Regions from separate parts of the Zea mays genome. Here region 1 is linked to region 2. A link is a contact called in public Hi-C data. All regions are on one chromosome and are shown on one strand. Each heading gives the region's core, a stretch centred on a gene start, on an enhancer-like site or on the middle of the called end of the contact. The rest is flanking DNA. Distances are from core to core; before and after follow the strand shown. Region 1 holds the start of LOC100383605 (Transcription factor IIIA). Region 2 has its middle 30 kb from the start of LOC103629193.

The links. Hi-C and Micro-C count contacts between places; a contact is called where the count stands out from the background.
Region 1: a Hi-C map of ear shows a contact between it and region 2, with 2.5 times the contacts expected there. The contact joins the promoter of LOC100383605 here to the enhancer-like site in region 2. A contact is called at or near these places in 6 of 25 Hi-C or Micro-C datasets (bundle sheath, ear, leaf and 2 more).

The regions. Positions count from the first base shown.
Region 1 is chr6:37,087,579-37,094,776 of Zm-B73-REFERENCE-NAM-5.0, forward strand. LOC100383605 (Transcription factor IIIA) reads right to left here and starts at 4,046. Exons shown (of 9, transcript NM_001362095.1): 1 at 3,915-4,046; 2 at 3,673-3,823; 3 at 3,419-3,562; 4 at 3,008-3,139; 5 at 2,405-2,548; 6 at 1,896-2,175; 7 at 1,345-1,580; 8 at 1,094-1,237; 9 at 568-979. The coding sequence starts at 2,031. The coding sequence ends at 815. LOC100284595 (protein alx) reads left to right here and starts at 4,200. Exons shown (of 13, transcript NM_001157490.2): 1 at 4,200-4,550; 2 at 4,873-4,985; 3 at 5,072-5,148. The coding sequence starts at 4,310.
Region 2 is chr6:36,574,409-36,581,456 of Zm-B73-REFERENCE-NAM-5.0, forward strand. No RefSeq gene overlaps it. Among protein-coding and RNA genes, the nearest start is that of LOC103629193, 30 kb to the right of the region's middle. Within about 2 kb of position 1,438, at least 16 of the 20 cell types and tissues checked have an H3K27ac peak or open chromatin away from gene starts, as enhancers often do. A contact at or near this core is called in bundle sheath, ear, leaf and 2 more, where this site is marked.

The DNA of each region.
Region 1 (7,198 bases), core at 2,796-5,295, 520 kb after region 2:
TTTTGGGAGGATCCCCATGCCATCCAAATGAAGTGATTAATTTGCTAACGGCCTTTTAATCTTCGGAGCCCATTACTGGAGTTTATTGGGCTCTGAGCTCACTACTGCAAACTACTGGGCTTTAACTAAGCCATCATCGCCGTAGAAAGGAAGCACGCGATCCATTGGAGGCAAGAGATCACACTGACACGCGCACGCACACTGAGGCATCCGAGTTCCGAGGCAGAAGAGCCATCGCCGCCGCCGATGACGTCCGTGCGCATCTCGGCCTCGTCGCTAGTCCAATCGATCCGCGGGGCGGCGGAGCTGGTCCGCCTGGAGGCTCTCCGGCGCGAGCTGGACGGGTGCCAGCTGCTGACGGGCATCTGGTGCCACGGGTTCATGGTGCATCTGCAAATTATCTTTTTTGGTCACGTGCATCTGCAAATCGGAATGAAGAGTGCTGTGGTTCTGCACAATGAGAACTGAACAGATATTTTTGTTGTTACATAAGAGCATTCAAGAATCATGAATCCAATTTTCACCTGCAACCAGCAGGAGGCAAAAAAAGGCAAAGACACTGCAACTGCGAACATACCAAAACATGTTGCCAAGCTGTGCTGAAGACACATAGATCTAATGATCATGAGCAACCGCTCTTACATTCAAGATCTTGCCAATACAGCATATTGCCTTTATAATTGAGGTCCAATGATCTGTATTTCTGATACCGTACATAAACATTTACATAACATACTAGAGACATTCATCTTCCTATACATGCCAAGTAAATCGCTGATGTTTCCAACTACACAAAGTGCACTTGAACGTCCAATCAAACCGACAGAAGCCATCTCAAATATTCAGTTGCATCAGCATGAGCAGGCCCATCGTCAGGAGCGGCTACCCTCTTACGCATCAAACTCTCAACAGATACGGGTTTCCTCTTGCACCCACCTACTGAACGTGGCCGCTGCTCATCAGCCTCGACAAAATCACCCTGCAAACAATTGATGGGAAATCATAAACATCCCCCTCACAAGATGCATTTCTGAAGGAGAAAGCACAATGTAGGATGCCAAGGAAATTGTTATCAGGTGATCATTTGTGATACCTCAGTGTGCACATGAGCGCTTGACTTCTCATGATTGTCCCTTACGTGCTTGTAAGAAAACCTCTTGCCACACCCAGAGAATTGGCACACAAAAGGACGACGCTGCTCATGTACCGCCTTAACATGCTTGTCCAAATTGGATTTCTGCAGTTTCATGTTCACCAAGAATGAATAACTGAGTGCTTTTCTTGATAAATTCCACGGAAACAAACCATAAGAGAATCAAATAGTGTTAAGATTAGAAACCACACCTTCGAGAACGAACATTTGCAGTCCTCGATGTGGCATTTAACCCTCTCAGTGACGCAGGAACCTTCATGCATCCGATGATGGCGCTGGAAATTCTTCTTTAGCTGTTTCGTACCACAGATATCACACTGAACATATTGATGGCAAGATTGGTTATGCGCCTTCAGGCATTCCATGTTTGAAAAGAACTTCATGCAGCCTGGCTCACAGCACATAACTTCTGTGTATTCCAGCTGGACTGCACCACAGGTACCAAAAGTTTATCATGACAGAGAAACTACTGTCAGTGTTGATAATAAGCACTTGCATACATAATATTATGCAGAATAGATGAAAAGCATGCACTAAGGCAGAACACATAAAATAATCATATCAGAAAGACAAAAACAATTGGTAAAGGTGAGAGTTCATATTGATAAATATGGCTCAGAGGATAACAAGACCAGAACTACATGCTAACATCATCAATATACTATATCAACAGGCTTTTCAAAGTGTGTTATTTAAACTTGGTGTCAGAAATATGGAAATGGTTATAAAGTGTGCCTCTCACCATGTGATTCTTCGTGCTTCTTTAACTTAGAAGCATATTTGAAAGCCTTCCCACAGTTAACCTTTGGACAGATGAATTCTTTCTTGCTTTCACAAGGAGAGACATCTTTGTGGATTTCCTGAACATGTCTCTGCATATTACCCTTGATATTGAACTTACGGCCACATCCTTCGACAGGGCACACAAATAGTTTCCCTTCATGAGTAAGTAAATGTCTGTTCAAATGATCCTTCCTGCTATAGCTAAAGGGGCAACCATCAACAGTGCAGGAAAAGGGCCTCTGCAGTAGTTTTGGAAAGACATGTATCACTATATAGTACCTAAAAAAAGGTTTGATACAAATAAAGTAATAGAGATGCAAACAGTACCACAAAGTGCAACCAGGCATGCTACAACATGAGCTTTAAGTGGTGTGAAAATAATAGAAAATACAATTATAAAAGTGCAAGTAAATAATAACATAAAAGGAAAAATCTTAGAATGAGAAGGCTGGAACGAAATGAGCAAACCTTAAGAAACGCGTGAACAAGGCATGCTTGATGGAGCTTCTCAGGATGGTCTCCCAATCCTGATACTAGTCCATTCAAGGCCTTATCGCATTTTGGAGTTCTTTGGGATCCAATGCTTCACGCATTCATATGTCAACAAATTGCCTACAAAAACCAGCAAATCAAATGTCGTACACCAGTCCCCAAATACAGGGGCAAATAGCAGCACACCGTATCCGCATAACTCACCTTCAAATGAAAATTAATTTGATTTTTGCATGAAATGTATAATTCAACTAAGGAAGATCATGATCCAATCATTTCAGTGAACACATAACTAAAGTCGAGCACATAAACTATGCAGAACAGGAATTGTGTCTCTCTATGCCTGCTAAATCTATCCTGTCAATAATGAGGGCCATCAAACGGTGACAGCTAGATATACTCAAACAGCATTGCAGTGTAAATTCATCAATTATCAAATATGACTAGAACAGCAGACGCCCAACTTGTTGAAAAAAGTGGCATCGCAATCTCAGACTAGACCTTTAGCATATGTCATGTGACAGGAACATAATAACAAAAAAAGCAGCAAGCAGCTCAGAATAGCTCAGAACACACAACCTGAAGAATAGCGTGAATGAAGGAACTCTTGATGGAGCTTCTCAGGAGGGTCTCCCCATCCTGGTACTAGTCCGTTCAAGGCCTTCTCGCATTTTGGAGTTCTTTGAGATCCAATGCTTCACACATCTGTATCTGAACAAACAGACTGCAAAAGTCAGCATAATTAATAATAACATACAATGGACTAAAGAAAGACCATGAGGTATACAGAGTCATCCATCGAACCAATTGTTATTATAACAGGGTTGTAGCAACCACACCAAAAGAGTCAAACCAGCATGTATCTCGCTTTCGGCCTTTTCTCACACAATAAACATTAAGCGGATAGTAACAAACCAGGCGAGCACTAGTAGCCTGAGCATTCACTGAGCAATATACCAAAAAACCCAACATAAGCAGCCAGATCAGTACCTCGAGCGAATGGCTCTGCATATGTTGCTTCAGATGCGCCTGCTTCTTGAAGCTCATCCCGCACTGTTCGCACGCACGGCTGATCTCTTTGCGCGGACCAGCATCTCCACCTTCCCAGTAACCCCCCAAAGCATCCACCTCATCCTACACACACCCCATAAGTGTTACCCCTGTAGAACAATACAAAGGAGAACGCGCGCAAATCTGAAGTCTGAACCAAGCGGCGGCGAGCAAGCGAGCAGCACAGCTGGTACCTTGTGGTGCTCAAGCACGTGGGCGCGGAGCAAGCACTTCTTGGACCGGACCACGTCGCAGAACCCGCACTTGTAGCACCTTATATACCTCAGAGGCGGCGCTGTGGTCGCCCCGCCGCCGCTCTCTGTGCCTTCCCCCATCTGAGTCTGACTAACCCCAAAACCACAGCGAAATAAACGAGAAATTGAGACGGGATTCCCAGAATTAGCACCACACGCAACACCAATCGGAGGAAACTGACCTCGAATCGCGGAGGGAGCCGCGGGATCTGCAGGATCGCCCGCCGCCGCCGTGGAGAGAGGTAGCCGCCGCGCAGGAGAGAAACCCTCGACTCGTGAGTCGCCAAGCGTTAGTGGGAGAACAAGCCAAAAACAACCACTGGGAGATGGGCCTGATGAGCATCAGGCCCACCTGGCAAGGGGAGAGCCTTCCCGGGTTCGGGGTCCTAAACGGGTTACGGGTCCCGCTGCGGGTGGCGCACGTGCGCTCCGTTTGGGTGGGGTGGGCTGCCTACCGCTATACGCCTGTACCGCAGCCGGTGTGGCTGACGCTGAAGTGTGCTCCGCTCCGCCTCCGCCCGCGGCCGTACGCTCCCGAGCTCCACCCGTCGCGCCCCGACCGAGATCGTCCCCGGCGATGGCTTCCGCGGTGGCCGCTTCGACCGCTACGCGGTTCCTGCCGCGGCTTCCGGACCCGTGGTGGACGCGTCGTGCGCGAGCGGCGCTCCCGCCGCCGCCGCTCACGTGGCGGCCTCTCCCGTTCACGGTGTCCGCCGCGTCGTCCCGCCCTGGGGAAGCGGAAGGAGGACGGCGCGGGAGGATGCGGAGGCGGCGCGCCAGGAGGGCGGAACAGGAGGAAGGCGTCTCGCTAAGCTCTGGTGAGTACGACGCTCGGCTCCACCCCACCGCCGTCTAGCTTCTTACCGCCCAATTCCTTCCTTCGGCTCCTGCGAGCCAGCCAGCCTTGGGCGCAATAGCTTGGTTGCAACATCAAGCCATGCGCACAATTGTTTGGTTGCAACATCAAGCCATGGGCGCCATAGTTCGGCTGCAACATCAGAAATGCGCAATAACTCAGTGACGCATTTTGAAATCAAGTTCCTCAGAAGGGGACTCCCATGCTATCTGCTGAATTCATTTTTGATGGTTTCGTGAGATTTCTTGTCCCTCTCTGATACCTCGCGTTGGATATGTATGCAGAAAAGGAGACGGTAAATTCTACTCCACGTGCTCAACCCAAAAAGGGTGCAGAACCCGTAGCGGTGTCCAGCACGAGTGGGAAAGGCTCTGCCATTAGAAGGGTGACACTTGTGGTCAGTTTTTTCTATCTATCTACCATTTTGTTGATTCAGCTTAGAGTTACTTCTACACATGGAGCTAATACATTGGGTTTGTTCAGATTCTTGCTGCCGTGCTTTTTGGAGTTAGCATTGCCTTGAAGGACGGGGCCGAGAAGGCATCGGAGTATTTTGCTGGGTGTGTGCTATGCAGATCCCGTTGTATTTAGCATTGGCACTTTTTTACAAAATAGTTATAAGTTTGGCTGCCTTTTCTATTAGAATAGGATTTCTAGGATTACATATGAATAACAGCACATTTGAGAAGGACACAGCAATGCACATTAGCTTTGTTGTTTCGTGCATGTTAGTTTGGTTGCATTGCTGCTACCAATCAGCTCCGTAAAATAATTGAGCAGCACCTTCCATTGATCTTGAGGCCCTCGGGATCCAACACCATCTTCTGGATCACCTTGTCAACTCATGTTCGGAAGAAGAAGTTTGGGATACCATCAAGCAGATGCCCTCTGACAAAGCGCCGGGGCCCGATGGCTTCACGGGAAGATTTTATAAGGTGTGTTGGCCAATCATTAAGAAGGACATCATGGCGGCTGTTGTAGCAATTTGGAGGAAAGACTTTCGGAATTTTCGGGCTCTTAATTCAGCCTTTGTTATCCTCCTTCCCAAGGTTGAGAACCCGTCTAATGCCAAGGAGTTTAGGCCTATAAGCATCATTCATAGTTTTGCTAAACTGATTACGAAGATCCTTGCAAACCGGTTGGGAGGTCAACTTGATAGTATGGTGTCCAAGAACCAAAGTACTTTCATCAAGGGAAGATTTATTCAAGACAACTTCATGTTGGTCCAACAAACAACCCGCTTCCTTCATTCTCAGAATCAGCCAACAATTATGCTGAAACTGGACATATCAAAGGTGTTTGATTCAGTATCTTGGCCCTTCTTGTTGGAAGTCTTGCAGAGTCTGGGGTTTGGTGCTGGATGGTGTGACATTGTGAGTGGGCTGCTTGCCACATCCTCCTCTCAGATTCTCCTTAATGGTATTCCAGGGGACTTCATTCCGCACAGAAGAGGGCTGCGGCAGGGAGACCCCCTCTCCCCTATGTTATTCATTTTGGTGATGGACGTTCTAAACCTCATGGTGGGGCGAGCTGTTGAAGCTAGGCTGTTGCAACCCCTGTCAACTTGTTCCTTTCTGCATAGAGTCTCTCTTTACGCGGATGATGTTGCACTTTTCATCAAACCTACAGTGGATGACCTTGTTCTGGTGGGAAATATACTCAGGCTGTTTGGTGAAGCTTCCGGTCTCCAAACAAATATTCAGAAAAGTAGTATTATCCCTATCAGGTGCTCACAGTCGGAGGTAGCCACTGTTCAAGATCATCTGCCTTGCAAGCTGGAGGAATTCCTTTTCAAATATTTGGGGCTGCCACTGTCCTTAAAAAAGCTCAATAAAGCGCAATTACAGCCCTTCATTGACCGCTTGGCGAACTCTCTCCCGGGTTGGAAGGCTGATCTTATGACTAAGGCAGGAAGAGCGGTCCAGGTTCAGTTTGTGTTGACAGCTACTATCGTCTATCATGCTATGGCTCTAGATCTCTCTCCTTGGGCCCTCAAGGCCATGGATAAAATCATGAGAAATTTTCTTTGGCGTGGTAGAAGCGAGACTAATGGAGGTCATTGTCTGATTGCTTGGCCTAAAGTCACTAGACCTAAAGAGCTGGGTGGTCTCGGCATCTCTAATTTACAGTCTTTGAATTGGGCTCTCCGTGTTAGATGGCTTTGGCTTCAAAAGACTAGTCCGGACAAGGCTTGGGCTTCTTTTCAACTCCAGTTTTCAGATCAGGTCAAGTCTCTCTTCGATCTTGCCTTAGTCTCTGAAGTTGGAGATGGCAGGCTGGCAGCAACACCTTGTTTTGGGGTGACAGATGGCTGTTAGGGCAGCGCCTGGTTGATCTGGCCCCCAACCGTCGTCGTCGTCGCCGATTACGTCGCGAAGTCTGTGACCGTCGGCCTACCAGTCGCCGGCGCGCAGTGAGGTATGTGGCTATCAACCTACCAGCCGCCGATTGGTGCCGCCGCCACGAGGTCTGTCGCTGCCGTTCATTGATTGGAGCCGCCGCCTGATGAGCCGTGGGCTCGTTGCTACTGTCGCAGTCGATCTGTGGTCATCAGTCACCGATTGGAGTTGCCGCCTGATGATTGGTGGGTCTGTAGCTGCCACTGCCAGA
Region 2 (7,048 bases), core at 188-2,687:
ACCAGGCGTCAGTCCGAGAAGGGCGAGAGAATGCGACTGTCTTCCCAGCTCTAGACCCGCCGAAGGGACACAACACCAGTACCAACTCCGTAGCATATGTCGACTGCTGCCACGCTACGGACCTTAGTTGTCCAATATCTCAGACCTAGACTCCTCATCGCTAAGATAACCTAAGCGTGGCAGACGCCACCATGTACTCCTCGACAGCACGCACGGAGAAAGGCCATCGTTCGTCTTCCGTGGGCGATGGCAGCAGGTTGGGGTGGAAGAACAGGGCGAAGACAGGGAAGACGAACGAGACGTCCGACGACGGTGAAAACGATGGTGCGTGTAGGATGTGAAACGTCCCCGTGGACGTGCAATAGCCACTGCGCGAGTCGGTGTCGGGGCTGATGTCGGATGAATACGGGGAGGAGACGCCTGCTCCTATGCCTTCTGCCGAGAATGGAGTGGCGCGGAGGTGGAGGCATGAGGGGAGAGTAATAAGAAGTAGAATGGCGAACGAGGTGGTGGCAACTGAGGTGAGGACCATCATTATCGTGTGGAGGTATAGATGGCCAAATGGGCCGTGTCTGGCAAGCCGGCCCGAGGCACGACCCATTTAATAGTGCCCGGGACAACCCGGCACGAGCGTCGTGCGGTGCTTAGGCCGTAGTTTCGACCCGTAGTGCTGGCCCGGCCACGCAGGATTTTTTATTTTTTACAAAAAATATATATACATATATACCATTTATATTTAATATTATAAACATCTGAGCATGATGTTATACTAGTTAGACAGCTTCGCCCAGTGTCTTCCAACCTTCTTCCATCAGGGTGTGGGTTCAAACCCCATCTCCTGCATCGCTTTTTAACATACACCAGCTGCTGCACCGTTTTTTAATATTTTACGCTGAGTAGATTTGGAAGAAATATGGTGACTTTTTTTTTAAAAAAAATAACGCAGGACGACCGTTGAAACTGGTGCTTTAAGTATAACAGAGATAAGAAGAGACCGAAACACGGTTCCGTGTAGAATGTAACCTGGAAGAAGCGAGCGGGGCATAATAAGGAGATTTATTTACCCAATCCAAAAATTCGCCTCCAAAAGAGATCGAACTCTAGATCGATTTGAGGGTGGTACTCGTAAATATTAACCATTACATTACATGAGAGTCTAGCAGTAGTTTGGCAGGCCTTGCCTTGGTTCACGTTTCGCTCTGACAAGACATGGTGTGGACCCAGCTGCAACCAATAGCCATGGTTATTATTATTGTCTGCAGGGCAGGGCTTGTAGCTAGAAGGCTAGCAGACACGCGTGTACCGATAGCGAAACGTGAACCACGCCATCTGATGATTTGATCTGGTTGGTGGTTGCATGCTCAAGGACGGACGGACGGAAGAGGAGCAGCAGGACCATGCAGCATCCGTATAGGTGATTGCTGTAGGTATGTTCACTCTCCCATGAAATGATCACGTTGCCTTATCCGTACGTGGTCCGGGCATCATGCATATCTATATATCATCCTAGTAGTGGCTGGTTGGTTGCCTTGTCCTCCTCCTCCTTTCTCCACATGCAAATCGTGCCTGCACTACATCCTAGTAGTCGCTGATGTCTGCCTGCCATGCCATGTCATGCCAGGCGCCAGCGACGTCCGCGCGCGAAAGCTGTAGGTGCCCTACTCCTCTGCCATGCCGTCGTGTGTGGCTTCGACTGGACCGCGTGTTTGCATTACTTGGCCGTACTGTGCGCACGGCGTCCGTGCTCGCGTCTCAGCCAACTCCTGCTACATGCGTCGAGGTCTAGATCGAGGTCGACCTCATGTTTTGAGGACCTCGCGAAAGAGTCCTCGAGGTGTTCTATACTAGCTAGCTAGCCAAGGGTGACTGTTACTCCTAACAAGAGGCCAGAGCCACCCAAGCTAGCCACCTGTACGTCGGTTCCAAAGTCACCCTCAGTGCGTGCCGGGCAAACAAACAAACAAATTAACAATCCCATCGCTCGACTGATTCGTCGCTTAATTCAGCGTGTCGTCGGTGGGAAAAATGAAACACACTGCTCCGCTCCAGAGGAAAAGTTAGGGAGTGTTTGGTTTAATGAATCACTACATCCAAATTGAGGTGGTGCATCTGAGAGCACCTAGAGGGGGTGAATAGGTGATCCTGTAAAACTTAAAACTTAATGTCACAAAAACTTGATTAGGAGTTAGCACAATAAAGCCAAGTGGCTAGAGAAGAGTTTTTGCAATACACGATAACCACAAGAAGATCAATCACAGATAGACATAGTGGTTTATTCCGTGGTTCGGCCAAGTTCAACACTTGCCTACTCCACGTTGTGGCGTCCCAACGGACGAGGGTTGCAATCAACCCCTCTCAAGCGGTCCAAAGACCCACTTAAATACCACGGTGTTTTGCTTTGTTTACTTTATCCCGCTCGCGAGGAATCTCCACAACTTGGAGCCTCTCGCCCTTACACTTTGATGTTCACAAAGAAGCACGAAGTAAGGGAGGGATGAGCAACGCACACAAGACACAAAATCAGAGTGACAATACGCACACAAGTCACAACACGAGCTCTCAACACAACTCAAAGAGTTCTCTACTCAAATGGAGCTCTAGTTGCTATCACAAAGAATTGAATGCGCGGAATTGAAGTCTTGGTGCTTAGAAATGCTTAGAGAATGCTTGGTGTTCTCCTCTATGCGCCTAGGGGTCCCTTTTATAGCCCCAAGGCAGCTAGGAGCCGTTGAGAGCATTCTAGGAAGGCAATTCTGCCTTCTGTCGCCTGGCGCACCGAACAGTCTGGTGCGGATTTCTTTCCTTCTTTGGCGAAGCCGACCGTTGGAGATTCAGAGCCGTTGGCGCACCGGACACTGTCCGGTGCACATCGGACAGTCCGGTGCCCCCTTCTGACCGTTGGCTCTGCCACGCGTCGCGCGCGGATTACGTGGCCGACCGTTGGCTGGGCCGACTGTTGGCTCACCGGACAGTCTAGTGCATCACCGGACAGTCCGGTGATTTATAGCCGTACACCGCCGTCGATGTCCCGAGAGCAGCCAGTTGACAGACGCCAGCCTGGCGCACCGGATCGACACTGTCCGGTGCCCCACCGGACAGTCCGGTGCACCCAGACCGAGCAGCCTTTTGGCTGTACACAGCCAATTTCTCCAAAATTGTTTCTCCTGTTTCTAGCACTTAGACACAATACATTAGTCTTCAAAACAATGTACTAAGTCTAGAAACATACCTTTAATCTTAATTTGCACTTCTTGAGTCCTTGGCACAATTTAACACTTAGGCACTTGTGTTGGACACTTAATCACCAATAATACTTAGAAATGGCCCAAGGACACATTTCCCTTCCAATCTCCCCCTTTTTGGTGATTTATGCCAACACAATAAAAAGCAACTAAAAGAGGTGCAACATCAACGCAACTGAAAACTCAAATTTGTTTTGATTCAATTTTGGCATATTTGGATCATCATTTGCCACCACTTGGTTTTGTTTTTGCAAATCAAACTCGATATTCTATCTCTAAGTCAAACACACTTGTTGGGACATAAAGAGAGTTGTTCCAAGAGAAATTGATCAAAGATTTCAAAAACTCCCCCTTTTTCCCATAATCTACTATTCTCCCACATGAGGCCAACTTTTGACAAAAGAGAAAATAAGAGAATTTTGACAAACCAAAACGCTCTATTCTACTATTTTCAAAATTCTCAAGTGGTAGCTTATCCATTTGTTGCTTTGGCCTTATTTTCTCCCCCTTTGGCATCAAGCACCAAAACGGAATCAATCTTGGCCCAAAAACCTCATTGCCTCACCAAAATTTTCAATTAAGAGCAAAAAGGCAATAAGCATGGAAATGAACTTGGAATAAGTTACCCTCTCATCGGAGTGCAGTGGAAGTCTTGCATGGTCTAAGTCCACCTTTTCCCTTTCAAGTCACCTTTGAGACTAGATCAAGCAAACTCAAGCACACGGTTAGTCTCAAAGGGTCAAGTTGTAGCACATCTCCCCCTAAATATGTGCATCACTCACACATGGACTTTTGAGGTCCGGGGAGTGTTTGTACAACTTGAACACCATAAAACAACAAAATGCTTAAGGAACATGATCAAGACATAAAAACACATGTATGCTATAAATCAATCCAAGTTCCGCGAATCTAAGACATTTAGCTCACTACGCAGCCTGCAAAAGGTCGACTCATCTAGAGGCTTGGTAAAGATATCGGCTAGCTGATTCTCAGTGCTAACATAAAACACTTCGATATCTTCCTTTTGCTGGTGGTCTCTCAAAAAGTGATGCCAGATGTCTATGTGCTTTGTGTGGCTGTGTTCAACAGGATTATCCGCCATACGGATAACACTCTCATTATCACATAGGAGTGGGACTTTGCTCAGATTGTACCTAAAGTCCCGGAGGGTTTGCCTCATCCAAAGTAGTTGCGCGCAACACTGTACTGCGGCAACATACTCGACCTCAGCGGTGTATAGGGCAACAGAAGTTTGTTTCTTAGAGCTCCACGACACCAGGGACCTTCCTAAGAATTGGCACGTCCCCGATGTACTGTTCCTATCGACCTTACATCCAGCATAGTTGGAGTCTGAATATCCAATCAAGTCAAAGGTAGACCCCTTTGGATACCAGATCCCGAAGCAAGGCGTAGCGACTAAATATCTAAGAATTCTCTTTACAGCCACTAAGTGACACTCTCTTGGATCGGATTGAAATCTAGCACACATGCATACGCTCAGCATAATATCCGGTCTACTAGCACATAAATAAAGTAAAGATCCTATCATAGACCGGTATGCCTTTTGATCAACGGACTTACCTCCTTTGTTGAGGTCGGTGTGTCCGTCGGTTCCCATTGGAGTCTTTGCGGGCTTGGCGTCCTTCATCCTGAACCGCTTGATCAAGTCTTGCGTGTACTTCGTTTGGGAGATGAAGGTGCCATCCTTGAGTTGCTTCACTTGGAACCCAAGGAAATAGCTTAACTCGTCCATCATCGACATCTCAAACTTTTGAGTCATCACCCTGCTAAACTCTTCACAAGACTTTTGGTTAGTAGAACCAAATATTATGTCATCGACATAAATTTGGCACACAAAAAGATCACCATCACAAGTCTTATTAAAAAGAGTTGGATCGACTTTCCCAACCTTGAAAGCATTAGCAATTAAAAAGTCTCTAAGGCATTCATACCATGCTCTTGGGGTTTGCTTAAGTCCATAGAGCGCCTTAGAGAGCTTACACACGTGGTCGGGGTACCGTTCATCCTCAAAGACAGGGGGTTGCTCCACGTACACCTCCTCCTTGATTGGCCCGTTGAGGAAAGGGCTCTTCACATCCATTTGGAACAACCTGAAAGAATGGTGAGTAGCATAGGCTAACAATATGCAAATTGACTCTAGCCTAGCCACAGGAGCAAAAGTCTCCTCAAAATCCAAACCTGCGACTTGGGCATAACCTTTTGCCACAAGTCGTGCCTTGTTCCTTGTCACCACCCCGTGCTCGTCTTGTTTGTTGTGGAACACCCACTTGGTTCCCACAACGTTTTGCTTGGGACGAGGCACCAGTGTCCAATCTTCATTTCTCTTGAAGTTGTTGAGCTCCTCTTGCATGGCCAACACCCAGTCCGGATCTAGCAAGGCCTCTTCTACCCTGAAAGGCTTAATAGAAGAGACAAAGGAGTAATGCTCACAAAAATTAACTAATCTAGAACGAGTAGTTACTCCCTTGCTTATGTCACCCAATATTTGGCCGACGGGATGATTTCTTTGAATCGTCGCTCGAACTTGGGTTGGAGGTGTCGGTTGTGCTTCTTCCTCCATTAAATGATCATCTTGTGCTCCCCTTGATCACACGCCTCCTCTTGATGAACCTGTTCATCTTCTTGAGTTGAGGAATGCACCGTTGTTGAGGAAGAAGGTTGATCTTGCTCCTTTTGTTCCAGTGGCCTCACATCTCCAATCGCCATGGTGCGCATTGCGGTCGTTGGAACGTTTTCTTCATCTACATCATCAAGATCAACAACTTGCTCTCTTGGAGAGCCATTAGTCTCATCAAATACAACGTCGCTAGAGACTTCAACCAAACCCGATGATTTGTTGAAGACCCTATACGCCTTTGTATTTGAGTCATAGCCTAACAAAAACCCTTCTACAGCTTTGGGAGCAAACTTAGAATTCCTACCTTTCTTCACTAGAATGTAACATTTGCTCCCAAATACACGAAAGTAAGACATATTGGGTTTGTAACCGGTTAGAAGCTCATATGAAGTCTTCTTGAGGAGGCGATGAAGGTAGACCCGGTTTATGGCGTGGCAGGCCGTGCTCACGGCTTCCGTCCAAAACCGTTCGGGCGTCTTGAATTCACCAAGCATCGTCCTCGCCATGTCTAGTAGCGTCCTGTTCTTCCTCTCTACCACACCATTTTGCTGTGGTGTATAGGGAGCGGAGAACTCGTGCTTGATTCCTTCCTCCTCAAGATACTCCTCCACTTAAAGGTTCTTGAACTCGGACCCATTGTCGCTTCTTATCTTCTTCACTTTGAGCTCAAACTCGTTTTGGGCTCTCCTTAGGAAGCGCTTGAGGGTCCCTTGGGTTTCAGATTTATCCTACAAAAAGAATACCCAAGTGAAGCGGGAAAAATCATCAACTATAACAAGACCATACTTACTTCCTCCTATGCTTAGATAGGCAACGGGTCCGAAGAGGTCCATATGAAGTAACTCCAGGGGTCTTGATGCTGTCATCACATTTTTGGCATGATGAGAGCTTCCCACTTGTTTACCTGCTTGACAAGCTGCACAAAGTCTATCTTTTTCGAAAGTTACATTAGTTAGACCTATCACGTGTTCTCCCTTTAGAAGCTTGTGAAGGTTCTTCATCCCCACATGTGCTAAACGGCGATGCCACAGCCAGCCCATGCTAGTCTTAGCAATTAAGCATGCATCTAGACCGCCCTCCTCTTTTGCAAAATCAACAAAATAAAGTTTGTCGTCTAGTACACCCTTAAAAGCTAATGAACCATCACTTCTTCTAAAGACAGACACAT